Regions from separate parts of the Mus musculus genome. Here all the other regions are linked to region 1. The links are chromatin contacts, called in public ChIA-PET, Hi-C, HiChIP or PLAC-seq and promoter capture Hi-C maps. All regions are on one chromosome and are shown on one strand. Each heading gives the region's core, a stretch centred on a gene start, on an enhancer-like site or on the middle of the called end of the contact. The rest is flanking DNA. Distances are from core to core; before and after follow the strand shown. Region 1 holds the start of Bcl6 (B cell leukemia/lymphoma 6). Region 2 overlaps Lpp (LIM domain containing preferred translocation partner in lipoma). Region 3 overlaps Lpp (LIM domain containing preferred translocation partner in lipoma). Region 4 overlaps Lpp (LIM domain containing preferred translocation partner in lipoma). Region 5 overlaps Lpp (LIM domain containing preferred translocation partner in lipoma). Region 6 overlaps Lpp (LIM domain containing preferred translocation partner in lipoma). Region 7 overlaps St6gal1 (beta galactoside alpha 2,6 sialyltransferase 1).

Region 1 (2,700 bases), core at 171-2,670:
TAAAAGAAACAAGAGTCTCACTCATCCAGGGATGAGTAGGAGGGCAAAAACCCCGACCAACATTTAAATAAGGAAACTGCAGCTATGAACACATAACCCAGGGCCCACCGTGAAAGGAGTCTGCCCTGTATTCACCTTTTAAAATAAAGGAAGAAAGAAGGGAAAGAAAGATTCCGCTCCTCTCCTCCCCTCAGCTCTGCTCCAAAGCCTAGAGGACCCGGCTGCGAGCAGTGCGCCTAGTGTAGCACAGCCTGTACTCAATACGCGCAGTATCTGTGATCCTGGCAGCCAGGCCTTTAGAATTCCCTCAGGCTGATCCCTTCAACACATACTGAAGAGATTTTTTTTCCTTTCTCCCGACGACCTTGAAACGAACCCAGTGGGGGTTTAAAAAAAAGGGTGGGGGGAATGTTCAAGACCTTAAGAAAATAGCAAAATACAAACATGTATTTGGCTTCACAGAATGTTGTAACAGGCAAACATTACACGTACCCACACACACATTTCTAGCATCAAGAAATTTCCTGAGAGTCAACAGTAACAGAGTAAACCCACCACTCGCTGTCCTGGAAAGAAACAAACCAAACCAATCCAAATCCTTTTACATCTCTTTCAAGTGCAGGAAAGCTTCAGCAAAAGTCCAAGAGGAAAAGGAAATTGTACCAAGGGCGGCTGGGGGGCGGGCGGGGGGGGCGGGCGGGGAGCGGTGGTGGTGTTGGAGGTTGGGGCTGTCATATGTGGCCAAAAATGTAAGCTTCTGTCAATGGTATTAGGTTGAAATATTGCACCTTTAGAGAGAGAGAGAGATAGAGAGAGAGAGAGAGAGAAAGCGAGAACGCAGGGAGACAATAAAACCAACGAATGACAGTCCCGACGATTTACATAACACCACAAACTTGCAAAAGGCAAAAATCAGAAGCGGAAAAAAAACCCCACCTAAATCATTAAAATACAACAGGAGCATCCCAAGCCACCATCCCCAAAGGACCCCCCCCCCGCCCCAACATAATTGTCCCAAATAAAAAGAAAACAAATGAACCCACCGAAAACTGCTTGGCAAATATTTTTCTCGTGGTGCCTAATACTCTAGCTGGAAGGAGCTGTGGTATTTATTGTTTTCTCCCTCCCTCGTCTCTCTAAACCTGCCTCTAACACACTTGTTCTAACGGCTCAACTCTCTCGCTCCCTTTTGTGTATTTAGCTCGAGGAGCCGAGTTTATGGGTAGGAGAGGAAGAATTAGCCCCAGACCCCGGGAAAGCAAAGCGCACTCTCCCTCTTATGTCACCGAATAGCAAATTAGTTCTCAGAATTCCAGAGGCCGAGCTTTGCTACAGCGAAGACGCCGACGTCACGGAGCCCACGTGACGGCGGCGGAGCGGGCGGTTCCATCGGTGGCCCGGGGCAGGGAGGGTCGCCTTGTAGCCGCGCGCGCCCGCCTCGGGACCCCCGGTGTTCCGGGCGGCGGTGCTGCGGGAACCACGATCCGCACTATAGGGCGGCGAGCGGCGCGGCCCCGAGGCATTCTGCCGGCCGGGAGGGCGCTGCGGAGCGCGCCGCTGCCACCGAGTCCTCCCCTGCTGCGGAGCAATGGTAAAGCCCGCAGCTCAAATTCCGAGAATTGAGCTCTGTTGATTCTTAGAACTGGGGTTCTTAGAAGTGGTGATGCAAGAAGTTTCTAGGAAAGGCCGGACACCAGGTGATTATTGCTGTTGCTGCCGCCGCCGCTGCCGCTGCCGCCGCCGCCGCTGTTGCCGCTGGTGCCGCTGCCGCCGCCGCTGCTCATGATCATTATTTTACCTTTTAATTCTTTTTTTTTCCGCTTTTGCCAAATGCTTTGGCTCCAAGTTTCCTATGTGTATCTATTGATATAAATGTATCTATTTATTGATTCTAGCTGTCAGGTGTTAAAATAAATGCCGAAGATCAGCCCCACGTCTCTCCCACTGTAGGATCTAGCTTTTCGCATACGTATTCTTCTTCTTCTTCTTCTTCTTCTTCTTCTTCTTCTTTTTTTTTTTTTTTTTTTTTTTTTTTTGCTGTCTTGGAGCGCCTCGGCCGCCTCGGGGAGGCTGTGCCGCCCTGCCCGGTGTTGTTTCGGTGTTTGGAGACGCAGGGGCGCGGGGCGGCGGGCGCTGGGTTGCGCGGCCTGGGAGGGCGGACCGCGGCGGCCCCGCCGGCTTCGCGCGGCTTGGCTTGCTTTCTCTGCTCGCTTGCAAACTGCCTTCCCCGCCGCTGCCTCCCTCCCCGCTCAGTTCTCCCGGTGCCCGCGTTGGCGGCCGTCCACCGGCCCCGGCCCCGGCCCCGGCCCCGCACAGTCCCTGCCTTGCACCCGAGCCGGGAGTCAGCGGGGGGAATGCAAGCCAACTCCTCGGCTGGTTGTTTTATTTTCCCTTTTCTTTTTGGTCATAAAGCCAGATGAAGTATCGTGTCTGCAGTTTCCTTTGAGAGCCGTGATCTTCCCAAGGAGAGACAGTGTTTTGGGAAGGCTTCGCTTGCACGGGGGGCGGGGACGTTGAATACTTTGAAAATTACTCTTTCTTGGTTGGAGTCGAGGCAGTCGGGAACCCGGGTGCGCTCGGTCTGCCCAGCCCGAGGAAGGAGGCTTGAAGGCGGGACAGGGATTTTGGGGGAGGGTGGGAGAGGGGTGCGCGGTTTTTTTGTTTTTTGTTTTTTGTTTTTTTTGCACCTGCGGCGCTTTC
Region 2 (2,700 bases), core at 77-2,576, 720 kb before region 1:
ATCTTGATTCACAGAGTGCAGCAGCCAATCCAGGCTGCTTTCCAATCTGACCCATGCCATTGCTGGCTAGAATCTGTGCCGTCTTTTCTCCTCTATCCCCTAAAATAACAAAAAATTGAAACGTGCCTGTCTGGAACATCCTTTAACATGCATCTAATAGCTTGTTTCAATACAACCTAGGTAGCTGTGCTCCAATGCTACCTCATCTTAAGTGTCTCCCCAGAAACCCCAGAAAAAAACGCAATGACCAGACCATCCCATCCCCTCTATGTTTTACCTTCAACTTTCTCTCTACCACTTAGTTAGACTTTAGTACATAATTGTCTGCTTTTGAATCCTCTCCCACAGGAAAATGAACCCTTTAAGGACGTACATTTCACTTTATTTGTGATTGTACCCTCACCATCCAGAAAACATTCAACAATGTCCACTAAGTACCTCATAAAAAGAGATAAATGAGTCCTTCGGTTACTTCTCTTGCAATTCCAGAAATAAGATGTGAGTAGAAGAATTTAATAGCATAAAAAGTCACATAGCAATGCAATCACCTTTAGAAGAGAGTTGCAGTTTTACTCAATAAAGGTAAAATATTATATGTTACCATCGATTTGGATTGTGAGTAATAGAATATAAAACTTGGACTCAGCTGTGCTGGACTGGAATGAGAGTAAGTAGGTGATGCAGGCTTTGTTCCCGGCACTGCCCCTTGTGGGCCTCGGGCAGCAGAGAGAACTCCACACATGTGGGACTTCCTACTTCTGGGATTTGGTATAAATTCAACTACCACTCATTCAAAAGATAGTGTCTCGGGGTTTGTTTACAGGACATATTTCACTGTTGTCAACTCTATTCGCAAGTTTAGAAAGGAGTCACATTTGAAATTGTGTGGCATTTCCAGAAAACATTATGCCACATCACTAACACAGAAAGTAGGCATAGCAGGTTCTTCCTCTTCACACACCAGTGGGTGTGAGATATCATCAACTACAACATAGAAGGGAAAGTAGTCAGGATGCTAAGCTCTTCCAGAAAAAAAAAAAGCACCCCATTCACACATGAAGATACATGGCAGTTTTCCTTTAATGCACACACTTCCAATGCTTGCTACACCAGCTCGCAGATATAAGGGATTGATACTCTGTGTTCTCCTGAGTAGTAGAGGTGACCTTTCAAAAGCCACCCCTCCTCATCCCCCAGCCTGCAATCCCATGGAGATCAAAGCCAGCTTGCTATTATGCAGTAACATTTCTGTGATCAGATACAGTGTGGGCTCTACAATTCTATGTATGTCAAGACATTTTCACATAAGTGACTCACTCGGTAGAGGCTCCGGCAGGGCACACCACACTCACACCTTCTCTTTTGAGGTTGAGCCCACCTCAGGAGAGTTACAAGAGAACATCCTGTTTAGCTGATCTGCTCTGCAACTCAACAGTGTAACTGGACTTGACTTAACAATACATCTTCTCTTCCATAATCTATCACAAAAATCTTTCCATCTATTTCTGTTCTCCAGCTCATATGTATGACAAGTCAGTCTTAGACAAGCATACACGTTAATCACCTATTCTTACATTAAAGGCACCAGGAAACAGAGGTGATGATTAGACTTCCTAAATATGTTCACAATTCCAGGGAGAATGGGTACTGCTCCTGGGGTGAATATCTGAAGGTCTATGCTGGCTCAGTCACTGTACATCAGCTCCAGGAAGCACCACAACGTGGGCTGCACTGTAACTGAGGCACATAATCGTGCTGTTCTTGGGCAGGCTACAAGCGGCTTGAAAAAGCTAGGGCAACTTTTCACAGGTCGATAATATGATTGGCCTATGTCTTAGTGAACACTACCATGGTCTATAAACTGGAAGCTTGGTAAATGTGATACTCTTGAGCTGGGAATCTTTAGAAGGTGGATCTTGTGAAAAAAGCAGATTATGAAATGAATGCTCATGGAGGCAAACCTTGCCTTCTGATATATGCATATGAGGACACTCTTCCCATGATGCCATTTGCCTTGAAGTAAGGGCAGAAAAACTTGGCTGTTAACAGAGCCATATTGCTTGAATGTCAACCTCCAAGAATTTTTATTTTAGCTCCAGGTCTTTTGTTACAGTAATAAAACATACTAATAACAACCAACAACAACAAAATTCAGAAAGGCTTTAGACCTTGAGTAGTATTCCCATCAGGGCAAAACCAAAGCAAGGAGAAAGAATAAAATAATGATGTGAACATTTACAACATACAAGATACTGAAATGTGTTCCAAGAACAGGTAACCACTGTACTTCATTTCCCGTGGAAACCGCTACAAATCACTGTTGGCTAGCAAGGACCTGCTACTGACCTTAATGAGATATTACACAACAGACTGCATATGTCTGCACTAAATGAATGAATTCCCTGTTACTATCAACATAAACTCAGGATGTATTACCTAAAGGAAAAAGCCTACTTCCTGTCTGAACACTTCATCTCTTTTTGAAATGTACCATTTTAGAAGAGTATAAAGCTGCTTTTCTGGGCTTATGATGGGTAAAATAACAACCTAGTAATAGTCAAATTGTAACTTCTAGATCTTGTGGACAAATTTCTTTATTTGCCAGAATAAACGCTGAAGATGTGGTTAACCATAAACAATCTGAGATGAAGACAAAGACCTGAATTACCCAGGTAGACCTAATCTAATCACACAAGGCCC
Region 3 (2,700 bases), core at 134-2,633, 650 kb before region 1:
ACAGGGGTCTTAACATTCTAGGATTCCCAACAACTTCTCATCCCAAGCCAGCAGGGGCATAAACATGAGAAGGACACATTTCTAGAAACAGCACTCCTGACAAAGCTCTCAAACACCTGTGGCCTTTGTTTCTCTGATATTCTAGGGATTGGGCGGTGTTGTACTCTTAATCCTCTCGGTTATAAAACAAGTCTAAGTGTTGATCTTCTGTGCCAGCGAGGATTTATCCTACAGAGTTTTCTGTTTTGTTTTGGTTTTTGGTGCCTACGTTAAAAAAAAAAACAAAAAACAAAAAACGAAAGTATCTTGAAAACAAAGTATCTCAGTATCTTATTGATTACCAATACAGGCCAATATTGTTTGAACTAAGCTTAGAGAAAGCAGTAAGACACACCTGAAGACTGGTTCCTCCAGTTCCCTAACTGTCCTCTATGGAGTCCATTCTATCGCCACTGGACAATACAAATTTGTTTTAAATGGGATGTTCTAAACAGCCCAGCATGCGATGAGCATGGGAGTCATCGCCTAAAACACAGAGAGTCGATGGAACTAATTGTAAATTCTACTTCATGTTAATTCATATAAATTAGATATAAACTAAAACTCAAAATCATGACTAGCAGCTAGCATATCACATGTCAGGGAATTATCTCTACTACATAAAGAAGATGACTCATTCCATTTTCCAAGGACAAAATTCATGTTTGGAAAGTATGAAACTCAACCCGTTTTTTGTCAAAATTTCAGTATCAGAGAGTATATAGAAGAAACCCCCAAGGCATGAGCAGATTCACAGATTTCTCATCATTTGAATAAGGAGATGCCAATAGGGAAAATAATCAGGTTTTACATATTCCCAACACCTCAACTCAGATACTGGGTTAAAGGTACTCACAAGTGAGGGCCAGGAACTAGGAAAGGGAATTATTACACAGGGAAACACTGTTTTATGTTTTGTTTTGTTTTGTTTTGTTTTTGTGTGTTGTTGTTATTTAGAAAAAAAAGGGCAGTGCTACAGAAAGCCCCGAGTGTTAGTGCTACCCTGCCAAGGATGTTTCATGAGGACATTCTGGGGAGCAAGTGGCTGACATGGCTTCTCAGGGGAGTTTATTACTGATGAGGCCATATGTTAAGGTTCCACAGTCCGCATTACCAAACAGCAGGGGCAGAGGAGCAGTGTCTCTATTCTGAACACAGGTAGGGCCACAGAACACACTAATACCCCCGAGGAGGCAGGGACCCAGCACAGTGAGGCATAGCAGAAAGTGAGGCTCTTCACTAGTAAAGAAACTGCAGGGAAGGCAGGGCAAATGCAACCGGAAAGGTTAAGAGTTATGCAGGCATAGCAGGTGTGAGGGGAACAGACGTACAGTGAACACACAGGAAGAGAGGCAGTGTGAGCTACTGAGTCAGCACATGGCACACGGGAAGTCATTTCAAATCCACTTAGACCTTCAACCTCCATCAACAGATTAATAACTTCAAAGCAAATTGAAATGAACTTGATTATACTTGCAAATTACAGCAAAATTAAAAGACACCCCAAATGTAAAGGTAACACTAGTATATATGCGCATAATACATAAAATTCAAAAACGCTAACAGAATCACACACACTCACACACACACACAGACACACACACACACACACAAAGTTAATGCTGTTTGGATAAGATGTGAGTTACCTGATTAGGCAATTGTTTGTTTTAAAAAAAAAAAAATCCTATCATGGGACAAGGGAAAATAAAGCCAGAATTGTGACATGCCAACTAATTCACTCTGTGTGCAGAAAGTCACTTCATCAAGCTGCTGCAATGAAACTGCCACCCATCTCTTCAGCAGCAGCTCCTTGACACAAGCAAAGGAGACGTGAGTATGAGAGAGAACCGTGAGAAACTGGCACCTAATACAGAACAGGGACACATAACCAGGGATCTCTTTAGCTTACAAGGAGATCCATGCAACAGAACACCCATGCATCTGATCAGAGGACCCAAGTAAGCCAGGGTTATGGATCTATTAGGAACAACTGGGTGTAAGGATCTAGAATCAGGCTTAATGGGAAATGTCATCTCATTTCCGGTGGTCTGTTAGGCAGATAAGCCCTTTGGACAAATATTTTAAGGTTTTCCCTTATCATGGTGCCATCATCTGAGTGGGAAATGTCTCCACAGAATCATTCTTGAACCCTTTGCTTCACTTTATCGGGATTTTGAAGCTATAGAGCTGTGAGGAACTGAGACCTGACTGATGGAAGACATGGTTATGTTCTACCTCTGTGCGCCTCGTGGTCAGCAACATGGAAAGGCCTGTATCCCATGATGCACAGCCACAGGCTGAGCTGCCCCACTATGCCTTCCCAGCCCTAAAGAATGGCAAGCCTCCCTGGGATGCTATGAGTCAAGTTGTTACAAAAAGTGGTCACAATGACACAGGAGGAACTAAAAGCATACTTCTACAAAAGCCTGGGAAACTCAGCGCCGTGTGAGCAGGGAAAGTGGGGACCCACATTAACTCTTCTTGCTTCCCCAAGTGGATCACTGAGAACACCCTTGCTCAGGAAGCTTTTATGAAGATGTAATGAGACCACAGCAATCAATGCTATGCTATGCTATGCTATGCTATGCTATGCTATGCTATGCTATGCTATGTACTGTCTGTCTGCTCTCTGCCTCTATATTAGAAACACCTCACTTGGGT
Region 4 (2,700 bases), core at 64-2,563, 690 kb before region 1:
AATGGTCAATAGGAATTTTCTTAATTTATTGATGAATAATGATACTGTCAATGTTATAAGGATTTTCATTCTGTAACCATTCTTGTATCAACAGTTTTTGGGTAAGGGGCATGAGGTATAATAGGAACCAGTAAGTACTCTAATATATGATCTAAAAATGAAATTAAAAGATTAAAAATATGTGGACCTGGGTATACATTCATTCAAATGGGTATCAGGTTGACTATCATACATCTCAAAGGCTGAAAGACTACCCTAGAACACCTGCCCCAGCCCACACTTGGGAAACAGTGGTAAAAAAAAAAATGTGTTTTATCAGAATCTGAGATTCAGTGTTACTCAACTTTTTAATTTTATATTAGTATTAGAGGTCTGTGTGTGTGTTCATGTGTGTGTATGCACACATGTACTCTCATGTGGGCACATGTGCATAGGCATGCACAAGTCATACCCTGCACTGGAGGTCAGAAGATAACTGTAGAATTGATTACTTCCTTCCGCCTTCATGTGCATTCTGAGGACAGAACGCAGGTCTTCAGACTTGTACAGCAAATACTTTTAACCAGTGATCCATCTTACTGGCCCATGACTAACGTATTAAGGTTATAAAAATACTAATGTGCCCCTCAAAGGGTCAGCTATTTACCCACAATGCAATAGTTTGGGAAACTCAAATTGAAAAGAGAAGGATCCCTTTCATTTCAGAGAGCGAGGAGAACATTCTGCATAACTGAACTACCATCAGGTGAGAAGGCAGGGCACACCACTCCACAGGATGACTACTGAGAACCAAGTGAATTTCCTTTCTTGTCTGAGCCTCTAAAATTATCATAAGCAGAAATTTGAGGAGTGCATCCACACACGCACAGTGAATTGGGGAGGACACTAGATTTGAGTCTGGTTAAATGCTTCCCTGAGCTACAGTTTCTTCATCTGGAAAGAGAAGTGACCATCACCAGCCCTAACTTGGTCAGAGATTACTTAAAGACTCAGATAAGAAAGTGGATGGGAACATACTTGGTAAATTGTAAAGTGCTATAATTACCATGATTTTCATAAACAGCACTAATTATAGCAACCAGTAACTATAAATTAATAGGCATAATATAACTATTGTTAATTCTTCTTCTGGAGGTAAGCATCACTCATTAAGTATTCCCTAGGGGTGCCAGCAAAGAGACAGGATATAATCAGTTCTTCAACTTCTGTACTTTCCTGTAGCACAAAATATACTAACTGCCTATGGCCTGAGTCACAGGATTCTAACCACAAAGATCCAAGTCATAGGATTAACCTGAGCTATACAGTGAAATGACTAATTATGAACTGTGACCAGCCCAAGCTTGTAGACCTCCACTGGCTCCAGTCTCCTATGCTCTTCTGAGAGGTGGAGCTGATCCCCATTTCCCCTTGTCAGACTAGGTTGATGCAATATACCAACAAGTCCCAGCCTCATTCTAGTGGCTTCTGCAGGTACAACCCCCAGCTTCCATACATGACCTCATATCATACCTTTGTGTTTACATTTTGATCCTCATGATGAACAAGGGACAGACCCTTTCCCCCTTCAAGGTGTCTCTTTTGTATCTTGGCTCCACCCCTGGAGTCTGCCCGGGTTCCCACACAAACCCTATTCTTAATAGGCTCATCTACTTTCAGAATTTTCAGATTTATGTCCTCTCTTGCTCTTCACAAAGCACTCCTAAATGCAGCTGAAAGAATCCTACATCCTCACAAACATTCTCACTATGGTTCTGCCTGTCAGCTAATGGTTAAACAGCATACCAGAGGCCAAACAACAATTAGAAGGAGTCCTTGGTGTTTTTCATTAATGTTGGTTCTAGATATCACAAGCACTCAAATTAAGTAACCATTGTAATAACGGTTTTCCACCCTCTCCAGTCATAGCCAGAAAGGTCCCAAGGTGTAAGTCTGGCTTCCCTGAGAAACAATGCTGTCCCAGAAGGCCTACATGCAAGTTAACTGGGAAATTGATCCCCAAAACTCCTGTTGAAGGAGCAGGAGGAATGAGAGCCAATCCACATGGCCAGTCTAAGTGTGGGCCACTCCTCCTGTCTCTAAGGACTGCACGGACCTGTTTTGATGAACACCCATTAGATCTCTCAAGCTTCTACTCTTGTCTACAGCTGCTGTAGGACTTAAAACTTGCCCATGCATCAATCAAGGGATGGAAAGAGTTACAGAGAAGACACAGCACAGACAGTGCTGGTAGCAAAGGACTCCAAGGGTGCCAGTGTGTCATACCCTCACCCGTGCAGAGCTCACAAGAATAAGACAAGAAGACAAAAGCCAGGGCTAAGATGGTATCCACACACTGTACTCCCATAACTGAACTGTCCACACAATGTAACTTCCAGAAGAGTCATTTCCATTACCCCAGACATATATGAAAATAACTAAAGCTCAACAAACTACATTTGGGGAAAAGTGTAATTTTAGGTTGCAATAGTAGAATTATAGGGAGATGACTTCACCCTGGCAAGAATATGAAAACAGACTATGAAAGATAGGTTCTCAACAGAAACATATGGCATGTGAGAGAAATAAGCCAAGCTATACTAACCAACTGAGCAAGGTGGACTGTCCTTTAGCCCAAACATTGATAATTGACTAAGAGTAAAACGGGGCACTGGCACTAAGGAAGGTAGAAATAGCATGTTCATTTATCCATTGCTTATA
Region 5 (2,700 bases), core at 2-2,501, 550 kb before region 1:
CACTGTTTATCTTCCTAGAAACACTTGTTACACATCCACCCTGATCAGAATACAGTTGCCAGTATTAACATAGCTATCCTCATGTTCATGATTCAGAGCCTGCTTTCTTATTGTAAAGTAAGAATGTTGAAGATGCCTTGTAAGATGCAATGCAGAGCCAATGAATAACACCAGAGAACCAATGTGGAAACACTCATCGTATCATGCCCATTGCTATTTTATCTAAGATATTTCTTACCAAGAAAGCTTATATTCAATGTTCTCAAAACAGATCAAGACTGTCTAACTATAATCAGAGGTTCAAAATGTGCTTCAATTGTGGACACACTGAGTTAGATACAGAAGAGAAACCTATTACTTTATGGAACAAAAATATTCCGAGAGAACAAGGATGGTCCAGGAGCAGTGATTTCTCAACTCAAGAGCAGAAGACTTACAATTTAGCCAGAAATGAAACCAGGATTTTGACGATGACCCAGCAACTAAGAATGTTCCACAGCTGATGTGGTCTAGTGAGCACGGAGCTCAAAACCATGGTCTTACTCAGCCCTGCACTGAGAAGAGAAAGGAGGAGAAGGAATTGAGGATCCAACCAAGTTCACAGAGAAGGCAGAACTTTTCTCCCCTCTCCTTTGACTAAAAACGTCTTTTTCAACAACAACCCTATACTTCTTTTTAAATCCAAAAAGAATAAGATGAAGGAACGTAAGGATGCTTCTGTATCCAAGGTCAGAGCCAAAGACAAAAAGATGTTCTCATTTTTCTAAGAATAGATTATAAGCAGAAAAGTGAGGACGAGAACCCTGATAAATTCCCTAGATTAGAAACACAATGCTGCGGAAGAGACTCTACAAAAGTCACACAGAATTCATAGATAAATACAAAAGGAGGTAATCATTAAAGTAATTATATCACTCAGGTGTAATTTCACTTGTAAAGGAAAAAGCACAGCGACCCCTTTATTTGACTTTTCCTCATTAACTGAAAGTAGAATCAGTTCAGCTAGCATTGCCTCCATAGCATGATGGGGCCTCAAGGGCTGAGTTAACAGGATGATACATTAGACTTGTAGACTAATGTATGGAAACGATCATCCCCCTTAACAGCACTTGGATCTTCAATCAGGAAATTCAATTTTAGCTGCAAAACTATGTTTTGGCAAAAGTGCAATTGAACTCAGTGTACTTGTCACATTTCTAAATATACTCCGGTCACCATGACAACAGGGGAGACTGATGGATTGCTTAAAAGAGTACGGTATATTTAATTGTCAGCATTTTAAACTGACTCAGAAAAAAATGCTGTGTGATGGGTCTACTCACCATGGTTACTGCTGGCTAAGTCCATAGTAATAAAAGGTTCTTATACGCACATCACCAATGTGCGCAAAACGAACGTAAAAGTCAGAAGGTCTGATATTTCTAGCCACACGAAACATCCAACTGGAGGTATAGAAAGTGTTTGTTCCCAGCCAAGTACCATTCAAGAACATCCCACCAAGATCAGCCAGGTAAATCCCGGATCTTCATCTATAACCAGAGGCAGAAAAGCAAGTTCTAGAACAGACCTCAACACCCCTATTAAACTAAAGAGGAAAAAAAGTTGATTGTTTCTTCGGGATATACCTAGAATCAGTGATGACAGAGGTTCTGTTTCATGTAGAGCTGTTTTCAAGTGGCATTCTCTTGGATCCAACCGCTTTCTAATCAAAGCTTCCTAAGAGAAAGTAACTACAGTAGGGGATTTTCTACAAGGTAGGGTATAGATGTAGTAAGCAGACGGGGGTCCTACCCTGAAGGATCTGACAGTCTAAAACAAGAGGAAGATAAAAATATAGATTAGCAATCTATCAATGAGAATGAAATGACCGAGTTCATTGATCATCTGGTTATTGCACTAAGGAACAAGCATTTAGATTACGGTAGTCTTAAGCAGACTATTAAAAAAAACGAGGTGAAAAATCAAAATATATTAACAGTTCAGAGCTAAAGGAAGAATTCTGTGAACAAAAATTACTAAACTATAGAAATATAGGTTCTGTTCTTCAATGATATTTTATTACTATACAAGTATATAGGTTCTATCCAGGGTAGGAGACTTTCACAATGAATATTTCATCTAGATAAAAGTCTAGAGCCATGGGAAATGGTTATGGTTATAGATAATAACAAAAACAACAGTCATTTGTTAAGTGCTTATTTTCTGCCAGTTTTATGTACTGTCTTCTAATCTGATAAGAAATTCACTTTTATTTAACAAATGGCAGGTTGATGCTCACAGACATTACATAACATTTGGAATCACATCTGTATCAGTCGGACTCCTTTATGCAGGGAACACAAAAGGCATGAGCCTATCTTGCACTCTGCCTAGGGGCCAATGGCATGCTCGCTAGGGACACTAAGCTTCAAAGCAGGGCTTCTTTTTTACTGTATGTGAGATGATGGATTCTTATGCAGAGTCTAGCAGCAGGAGAGGGACTGACTGAAGGCAGAATAGCTGCTTTAGAGGAAGCTGGCATTCACTTTATACCTAGAACACGGCTTGAGTATTGCACAGTCCATCCATTCTCGAGACTCATCAAGGCTGATGAAGAATCCTTTCTACTGGCACCGGGCTCTTCCATGCCCCAAGCTTAACTTCAAATTTCATAACGTTTTCGGCCACGAAATAATTGTGCTTATACATAGTGGTGTGTTT
Region 6 (2,700 bases), core at 180-2,679, 610 kb before region 1:
TCTCCTTTTCAACTGCCTCCCATGCCAGGATCTGAACACAGAGCACTGTGCTTGGTGGGCTGATCCCAGAACTATTGTTACCTTTTTAAATGTAAGGATGTGCTTAGATGTCTCAGGTATAGCCGTTCACCCTGTACTACAGAGCAGTATTTGGCTGGAGGTTGCTTGACCTTCATAGTTCAGAACCAGCTTCCAGCTCAGACAGGAGGCTGCAATGCAACTTTTACACTTAGGGAGCGAATGTCCTTGTCTGACTGTGCCACAGTTGAATGGGGGAGGGGATTCTATACGTGAATCTGCTTACATGAATTTTGAAGAAATCCTGACAAGATAACTATTTAAAAAAACAAGTAAAGTTAGGTCTGGAGATCACAAATCATCTATAATTTTCCTCTCAGCTCATCAGAGGAAGCACAACTCTCTTTTCTCCCTTTCCTTGACACCTGTTTCCTAATTCTCTGACCCTCCCCATTGTGGGAGGAAGTCTCAGATTAATCTCAGTGATTACCAAGGTATCAATCAAGACTTACTGTGTGCAAGTAAATAAGCACGTTAGGCAAACCTTTTCCACGCTGTGGAGGTAAGTCCCTAGCAGCGTAATTACAAAGCAGGTACGCTGCAGCATGTGACGGAAGCGTGGGCAGGCAGCACCGAAGAAGGAGGCGGGCTGAAAATTACACACAATTGCTAGGGAAGCAGCGAACTCAATCATGTTCTGAAGCATCAGGCTACCCAGAGCAGCAAGGGCAAAGCAGGGTCTGCCATGGGCTGAAAATGTCATGTATTCAACTGAACTTCTTTCTCTGGAGAGAGAGACAGCTTTGGAAGAATACTGGCTTCAAGCCCCTCTCCCTACATGGACAGCTGGCATTGCTCAGAGGGAGCAAGGAGAACAACTCCACAGAAATGCCAACCCTTTATATAGGCTCTCTCAAAGACACTGGAAATACTTGAAACAGCACTAGACGTAGACACAGCACACTCGGCAGCAATCGCTCCCTCCGTCACAGAGCGCTCTGACATTAGCCCTTGCACATCTTCCAGCTTCAATACATCTCCTTATCTGTAAACTAAAATTACTTTATTTCCAAAATTCTGTCCAATTCTCATGTCCCACAATTCCCCAAAACTATAGCTGAGTCAACTGAGGATTCCGGTAAGACCATGTTCTAGTTACTAGGAATTCCTAAGTACCCCCACCCCCACCACACCCCAGATGAGGAGGTAAGAGTAAGGAGAGGTAGAGAAAGAGTCCAGACAGACTCTTGACCTGCCTGGCACAAAGGTACTCCTACAGAAAGCAACAATGTAACAATGTGCTTGCTGCCCCTGGCAACACTGTGGCGAGGGGGGGGTGGGGGGACGACGACACACTAAAGGAACCGAGCAGTAACGAAAAAGGAGAAGCATCAGGTCTCAGTGGTCTCAGTGAGTAACTGTGAGTGAGTCACTGTCATCAGAGGGGGCACAGAATAGAGACAGGCCCCATAACACACAGTCCCTTCAAATTCACAGTATCACCGGAAAAAGGAGCTGTGGGGAAACAACACCAAGGAGAATGAGGTCCAGGGCTCCCGAGAAAGCTAGGATAGGGTGGACAAGCCTAGCTGCCCTTATGTTGTCTTAGTAGTCATAGGGAAAGAAAAGATAGTTGACAGCAGACAAGATAAGCTAGAGAGACATAAGAGGTCACTGAGAGTCCCTACACACATCAGGAACTAATGTGTTTCTTCTAATTGGAACGTAACATGAAGAAAACCTCTACAGATTTAGAGAAGGTGAAAGTGCTTACCCAACTTAGCAGAGCAGTTAGGAGGCAGGGAGCAAACCCAAATGCCCTACAAGCAAAGAAAACTCAGAGTGGTAGGTTTCACTAAGCTAGTCAGTAACATAATTGCTTGGTGGATGATAACCAGGCAGACTAGATAAAAGACAACTCTTGGGCCTGGGAGTAAACAGTCTTTCTCTCCCAACAACCTTGGGAAAGATCACAGGGAAAACAGAGCTCCCTGACATTTTGCACTAAATCACATCCAACAGCAATGGCTCCGCCTGATACAGAGAGCAAGAAAACAGCATCGCAGTTTCCCCAGTTCTAAAATAACAAATGGTTTTTACTTTGAATCGCTCCCATAGCATTTTATCCTCTATGATGGACGACATTGCTCGCCTATGCACTGCCCTATGCACACATAAAAATGTGGTCCCGGGGCGGCTTCTTCTAAGTCTCTGATGCAAACAACAGACTTGTATGTGTACATGTATGTGAATGTGTACAACTTGTATGTGTACATGTATGTGAATGTGTATAACTAGAAATAAGGGACAGAGAATAACCTGAGTTTGTCTGCATTCAGGAAATCTACTTCTGAAAGTGGAAACCTGAATATACCTAAGAGGCTGTGTGCCTAATTCACAAAGGTTTTGCCGTTCCAACGGGAAGAGAAAGTGATAATGAGAAAAGTAAACTATATAATCCCTAATAAAGCTCAGGTGTCTCCTCGGTGCTTATCTGGAATCTCTCCTCTTAAACATACCAATAAGTGTTCAGGTCTCCAGGCTAATTGCTGCTCATTCCTCCGTGTTCCCTGAGCAGCATGCTCAAACTTGTCTTAAAGGCACGCTGTAGTGATCTGTTTACAAGTCGGCTGGACCCATTACATAGGCCATGGAATTTTACTAGCATGTGAGGTGCGTTTT
Region 7 (2,700 bases), core at 42-2,541, 700 kb after region 1:
CAGTTCTGCGCATGGTGTTGAGGGATGAGAAGCCATGTATGCAAAATGCTAAGAACGTGCCATGCTGTTTTCCCTGGCCACGTGTGGCTATTCAAACTGATGTGTGCTAGCAGGAACAACGTGCTCACCAGAATTCCAAGATTTCCCATGGAAAGAGGAATCGAAAATACCTGGTTAATAATAATTACATTGATCATGTAATAAAGTAATATTCCAAACACATTGGGTTAAATAAAACATTATCTACATTAATTTTACCCACCTTAAAAAAAAACTTTATAATGAGGCTATTGCAAATTAGCAACATAAACACAGCCCACATCCGTGGCTTGCTGTTGCCGTCAGAGAGCACAGGCTTGGGACAGAGTGACATCTTCAGAGTTATTAGTTCCTTCTCTGTTCTTCCCCCCTGCTTACTGTCCACAAGAACAGCTCAGCATTCTCAGAGCATGGAAAGCTTAGTCACCATTGCTGTGTTGGGTGAGTGGTTCTCCTTTCCAGCTGCAGCGTACCACCCAGAGACACATGATGGAGACCAGAAAGAAAACTAGACCTGCACGAAGGGGCTCCAGCTCTCTACCATGGTTACTGACCATCATCCTAATGCTGCATTCTTGAGGCACAGCTCTGTCATTTACAAAACGAAAGGTCATGAGACTTTATTCTGTTGATGACAAACTGTACACGTGGTGCTCCATGATAAACTGCAAAGGACTCTAGACAGGATTTAAAAGTGTCACTTGAACATTCATACTATTTTCTACATTTGGGGTCTCTAAAAACAGATCTTCCCCCAAGAATCCATCTCCACCTTCCTGCGGGAAGCCTGTTAAACTACATTGTGCTGGGAAAGAGGCAGGCCTGAAGGAGCTCCTGGAGAAATAGCCTCGCAACAAAATTGAAAAGTGGAGGGTACCAGCAAAGACAACAGGGAGGACTCCAGGCCACACACTTTGACAAAGAAGAGGATGCCAAGGTCCCAGCAAGCAATCGTAGAATCCCTGGCATTTGACCAGTGTGCCGGAGGCAGTGGTGGCTGCTCAGTATAAAGTGTATGGCGAGCTGTGTCTGGCCTCAGGCCCCCCCCCCCTGCCTGTGCTGTTCCAGGCTCCTCCAGCTTCTCTCACAGTCCACTCAGGGACTTGCATGGTCAGTTCTTGTGTGTGCGTGGAGTACCACCTGTGACATGTGTGGTTCGAACCGCAGCTATTTTCACAGAGGAACTGGTGGATGTAGGAACTCCTGTCTCAAAACATCCTGTTCCTGCCAGGTGTGGTACCACCTGTCACCCCACCCCTCCAGCTTCTTACTGCTGAGGCAGCACGTTTATATTTATATTTCAAAGCCAGCCTGGGCTGCATAGTAAAAGTAAAAACATACTTAAAGTAAAAACAGGTAGAGGAAGAGGAGGGGTGGCTATACTAGGCCTCTAGAATTACAGTCAACGTTAGTGGTGAGGATAGTCATATATGCCCACATAGAAACATGCAGATGAGAATGGGCCTGCAGACTGGCCCAGACTCGCGCACACTCTGATCATGCAGCACTGCCTACCCACATGGGAGCAGAGAACTCGTAACTATCATTACGCCCTTATCATGATCAGATCACTAACCATCACAGTAAGGAGCATTTACACAAAGGATGGTGCCAGCGATTTACTAAAGGCCTGCAGGCAAATGGTTCTGCCTCTGAGCACACTGAAGTTCCCAGACAGTGAGTGCTTTTCCCAAAGGCCACACACAGAAAGTGACACAACAGTCACAGCTTACAGTCCTGCCCATCTCCTCAGCACACTGCGAGGGAGAGATGGAGCCTTAAGTAGTTACTTAAGTAGTTACTTCATTGGACACCCTTTGTTTTCTAAAACAGTACCACACACACACACACACCACACATACACTACCTACACAAACACACATACACACACACGTACACACACATGCACACACAAATACACACACACCACACACACGTCTGAATTGTCTAAGATGCAGTGATCATCACCATGGGATACCCATGGGCTGGTATCTACAGTTCTGTAAGACTGTACTGTTGTTGTGCTTCCAGCTTATAAGACCTTCCTTTCATGCTGATATGAAAATAAAAAGTGACTTCACTTAGATTGAAAAAGGTACAAATAACAGAACTAGAATTAGAAGTGGGAGAAAGCATATATTTTTAAAAAGTCTTTAACTGTCAGGCTCATTGGGGTATAATAATGGCTGCTTAGGAATTGAGTCAGACTAGCTGTTCACAAGAAGAGACTCACAAAAGATATGTTCTGGCCCAGTAGTGGTGCTGCACGCCTTTAATCCCAGCACTTGGGAGGCAGAAGCAGGCAGATTTCTGAGTTCGAGGCCAGCCTGGTCTACAGAGTGAGTTCCAGGACAGCCAGAGCTACACAGAGAAATCCTGTCTTGAAAAAACAAACAAACAAACAAACAAACAAACAAACAAAAGATATGTTCTGAACAAAGGCTAATCAAGCAGTGACCACAGAAACCCCAAGGATTTGGGGAGTGCAGATTCCTTTGTGAAGTGTTCCTTGGAGTCTTCCCTAAGGTGCTGATCAAATGCCTGTGGAGGCAGCCTCTAGCCCAAGCTGGAACAGTGAGAACATCTCCTAGTTCCAAGCTGGAACATCCCCAGTCAGAGCCCAGCTCACAGCGAGTCCAGCCATCAGAGCTCAAGAATCCT

What was found. Promoter capture Hi-C pulls out the DNA fragments that hold promoters and counts their contacts. A called contact is a pair of places that touch in the nucleus more often than the background predicts. ChIA-PET counts read pairs in DNA pulled down with a chosen protein or histone mark. HiChIP or PLAC-seq counts read pairs in DNA pulled down with a chosen protein or histone mark.
Region 2: a contact with region 1 is called in an RNA polymerase II ChIA-PET map of memory CD8 T cells, with 219 read pairs. The contact joins the enhancer-like site here to the promoter of Bcl6 in region 1. A contact is called at or near these places in 5 of 39 promoter capture datasets (the C10 cell line, hippocampal neurons, liver and 2 more), 3 of 15 datasets of contacts at CTCF or cohesin (the NIH/3T3 cell line, large pre-B cells and pro-B cells), 11 of 484 Hi-C or Micro-C datasets (the AML12 cell line, CD8 T cells, Th1 cells and 7 more), 35 of 115 datasets of contacts at active chromatin or transcription factors (the 230-238 cell line, the SCID.adh cell line, T-cell acute lymphoblastic leukemia and 29 more) and 3 of 9 other capture datasets (adipose tissue, embryonic stem cells and liver).
Region 3: a contact with region 1 is called in an H3K4me3 HiChIP or PLAC-seq map of bone marrow-derived macrophages, with 18 times the contacts expected there. The contact joins the enhancer-like site here to the promoter of Bcl6 in region 1. A contact is called at or near these places in 21 of 39 promoter capture datasets (the 3T3-L1 cell line, 3T3-L1-derived adipocytes, the C10 cell line and 14 more), 4 of 15 datasets of contacts at CTCF or cohesin (large pre-B cells, pro-B cells, stem cell-derived epiblast-like cells and 1 more), 37 of 484 Hi-C or Micro-C datasets (the 63-12 cell line, B cells, the BV-2 cell line and 22 more), 39 of 115 datasets of contacts at active chromatin or transcription factors (the 230-238 cell line, CD8 T cells, the NIH/3T3 cell line and 29 more) and 3 of 9 other capture datasets (adipose tissue, embryonic stem cells and pancreatic islet).
Region 4: an H3K27ac HiChIP or PLAC-seq map of the NIH/3T3 cell line shows a contact between it and region 1, with 8 times the contacts expected there. The contact joins the enhancer-like site here to the promoter of Bcl6 in region 1. A contact is called at or near these places in 9 of 39 promoter capture datasets (the 3T3-L1 cell line, 3T3-L1-derived adipocytes, cranial neural crest and 4 more), 2 of 15 datasets of contacts at CTCF or cohesin (large pre-B cells and pro-B cells), 5 of 484 Hi-C or Micro-C datasets (the 63-12 cell line, adipose-derived mesenchymal stem cells, bone marrow-derived macrophages and 2 more), 33 of 115 datasets of contacts at active chromatin or transcription factors (the 230-238 cell line, the NIH/3T3 cell line, the SCID.adh cell line and 23 more) and 5 of 9 other capture datasets (adipose tissue, embryonic stem cells, liver and 2 more).
Region 5: a contact with region 1 is called in a promoter capture Hi-C map of hippocampal neurons, with 25 times the contacts expected there. The contact joins the enhancer-like site here to the promoter of Bcl6 in region 1. A contact is called at or near these places in 16 of 39 promoter capture datasets (the 3T3-L1 cell line, the C10 cell line, the HPC-7 cell line and 12 more), 2 of 15 datasets of contacts at CTCF or cohesin (the NIH/3T3 cell line and large pre-B cells), 9 of 484 Hi-C or Micro-C datasets (CD4 T cells, bone marrow-derived macrophages, cerebral cortex and 4 more), 39 of 115 datasets of contacts at active chromatin or transcription factors (the 230-238 cell line, DN3 thymocytes, the NIH/3T3 cell line and 29 more) and 4 of 9 other capture datasets (adipose tissue, embryonic stem cells, macrophages and 1 more).
Region 6: an H3K4me3 HiChIP or PLAC-seq map of bone marrow-derived macrophages shows a contact between it and region 1, with 14 times the contacts expected there. The contact joins the enhancer-like site here to the promoter of Bcl6 in region 1. A contact is called at or near these places in 12 of 39 promoter capture datasets (the 3T3-L1 cell line, embryonic stem cells, hematopoietic stem and progenitor cells and 6 more), 3 of 15 datasets of contacts at CTCF or cohesin (CD8 T cells, large pre-B cells and pro-B cells), 15 of 484 Hi-C or Micro-C datasets (the AML12 cell line, B cells, the C3H10T1/2 cell line and 12 more), 34 of 115 datasets of contacts at active chromatin or transcription factors (the 230-238 cell line, DN3 thymocytes, the NIH/3T3 cell line and 25 more) and 2 of 9 other capture datasets (embryonic stem cells and pancreatic islet).
Region 7: a Hi-C map of CD4 T cells shows a contact between it and region 1, with 5 times the contacts expected there. The contact joins the enhancer-like site here to the promoter of Bcl6 in region 1.

What each region holds. Positions count from the first base shown.
Region 1 is chr16:23,987,572-23,990,271 of GRCm38.p6, reverse strand. Bcl6 (B cell leukemia/lymphoma 6) reads left to right here and starts at 1,420. Exons shown (of 10, transcript NM_009744.4): 1 at 1,420-1,697. It overlaps Gm31527 (a long non-coding RNA gene), which reads right to left and starts at 2,005. Exons shown (of 2, transcript XR_384770.3): 1 at 1,044-2,005.
Region 2 is chr16:24,703,072-24,705,771 of GRCm38.p6, reverse strand. All of the region lies in intron 7 of Lpp (LIM domain containing preferred translocation partner in lipoma), which reads right to left. Among named protein-coding and RNA genes, the nearest start is that of Mir28a, 120 kb to the left of the region's middle. Within about 2 kb of position 1,326, at least 21 of the 459 cell types and tissues checked have an H3K27ac peak or open chromatin away from gene starts, as enhancers often do. A contact at or near this core is called in CD8 T cells, Th1 cells, Th17 cells and 4 more, where this site is marked.
Region 3 is chr16:24,640,229-24,642,928 of GRCm38.p6, reverse strand. All of the region lies in intron 5 of Lpp (LIM domain containing preferred translocation partner in lipoma), which reads right to left. Among named protein-coding and RNA genes, the nearest start is that of Mir28a, 190 kb to the left of the region's middle. Within about 2 kb of position 1,383, at least 25 of the 459 cell types and tissues checked have an H3K27ac peak or open chromatin away from gene starts, as enhancers often do. A contact at or near this core is called in B cells, CD8 T cells, Th1 cells and 7 more, where this site is marked.
Region 4 is chr16:24,677,749-24,680,448 of GRCm38.p6, reverse strand. All of the region lies in intron 6 of Lpp (LIM domain containing preferred translocation partner in lipoma), which reads right to left. Among named protein-coding and RNA genes, the nearest start is that of Mir28a, 150 kb to the left of the region's middle. Within about 2 kb of position 1,313, at least 28 of the 459 cell types and tissues checked have an H3K27ac peak or open chromatin away from gene starts, as enhancers often do. A contact at or near this core is called in the 63-12 cell line, the NIH/3T3 cell line and embryonic fibroblasts, where this site is marked.
Region 5 is chr16:24,541,587-24,544,286 of GRCm38.p6, reverse strand. All of the region lies in intron 3 of Lpp (LIM domain containing preferred translocation partner in lipoma), which reads right to left. Among named protein-coding and RNA genes, the nearest start is that of Gm24440, 140 kb to the right of the region's middle. Within about 2 kb of position 1,251, at least 24 of the 459 cell types and tissues checked have an H3K27ac peak or open chromatin away from gene starts, as enhancers often do. A contact at or near this core is called in SST interneurons, adipose tissue, cortical neurons and 2 more, where this site is marked.
Region 6 is chr16:24,598,675-24,601,374 of GRCm38.p6, reverse strand. All of the region lies in intron 4 of Lpp (LIM domain containing preferred translocation partner in lipoma), which reads right to left. Among named protein-coding and RNA genes, the nearest start is that of Gm24440, 190 kb to the right of the region's middle. Within about 2 kb of position 1,429, at least 56 of the 459 cell types and tissues checked have an H3K27ac peak or open chromatin away from gene starts, as enhancers often do. A contact at or near this core is called in B cells, CD8 T cells, SST interneurons and 1 more, where this site is marked.
Region 7 is chr16:23,285,237-23,287,936 of GRCm38.p6, reverse strand. All of the region lies in intron 2 of St6gal1 (beta galactoside alpha 2,6 sialyltransferase 1), which reads right to left. Among named protein-coding and RNA genes, the nearest start is that of Gm30814, 40 kb to the left of the region's middle. Within about 2 kb of position 1,291, at least 46 of the 459 cell types and tissues checked have an H3K27ac peak or open chromatin away from gene starts, as enhancers often do.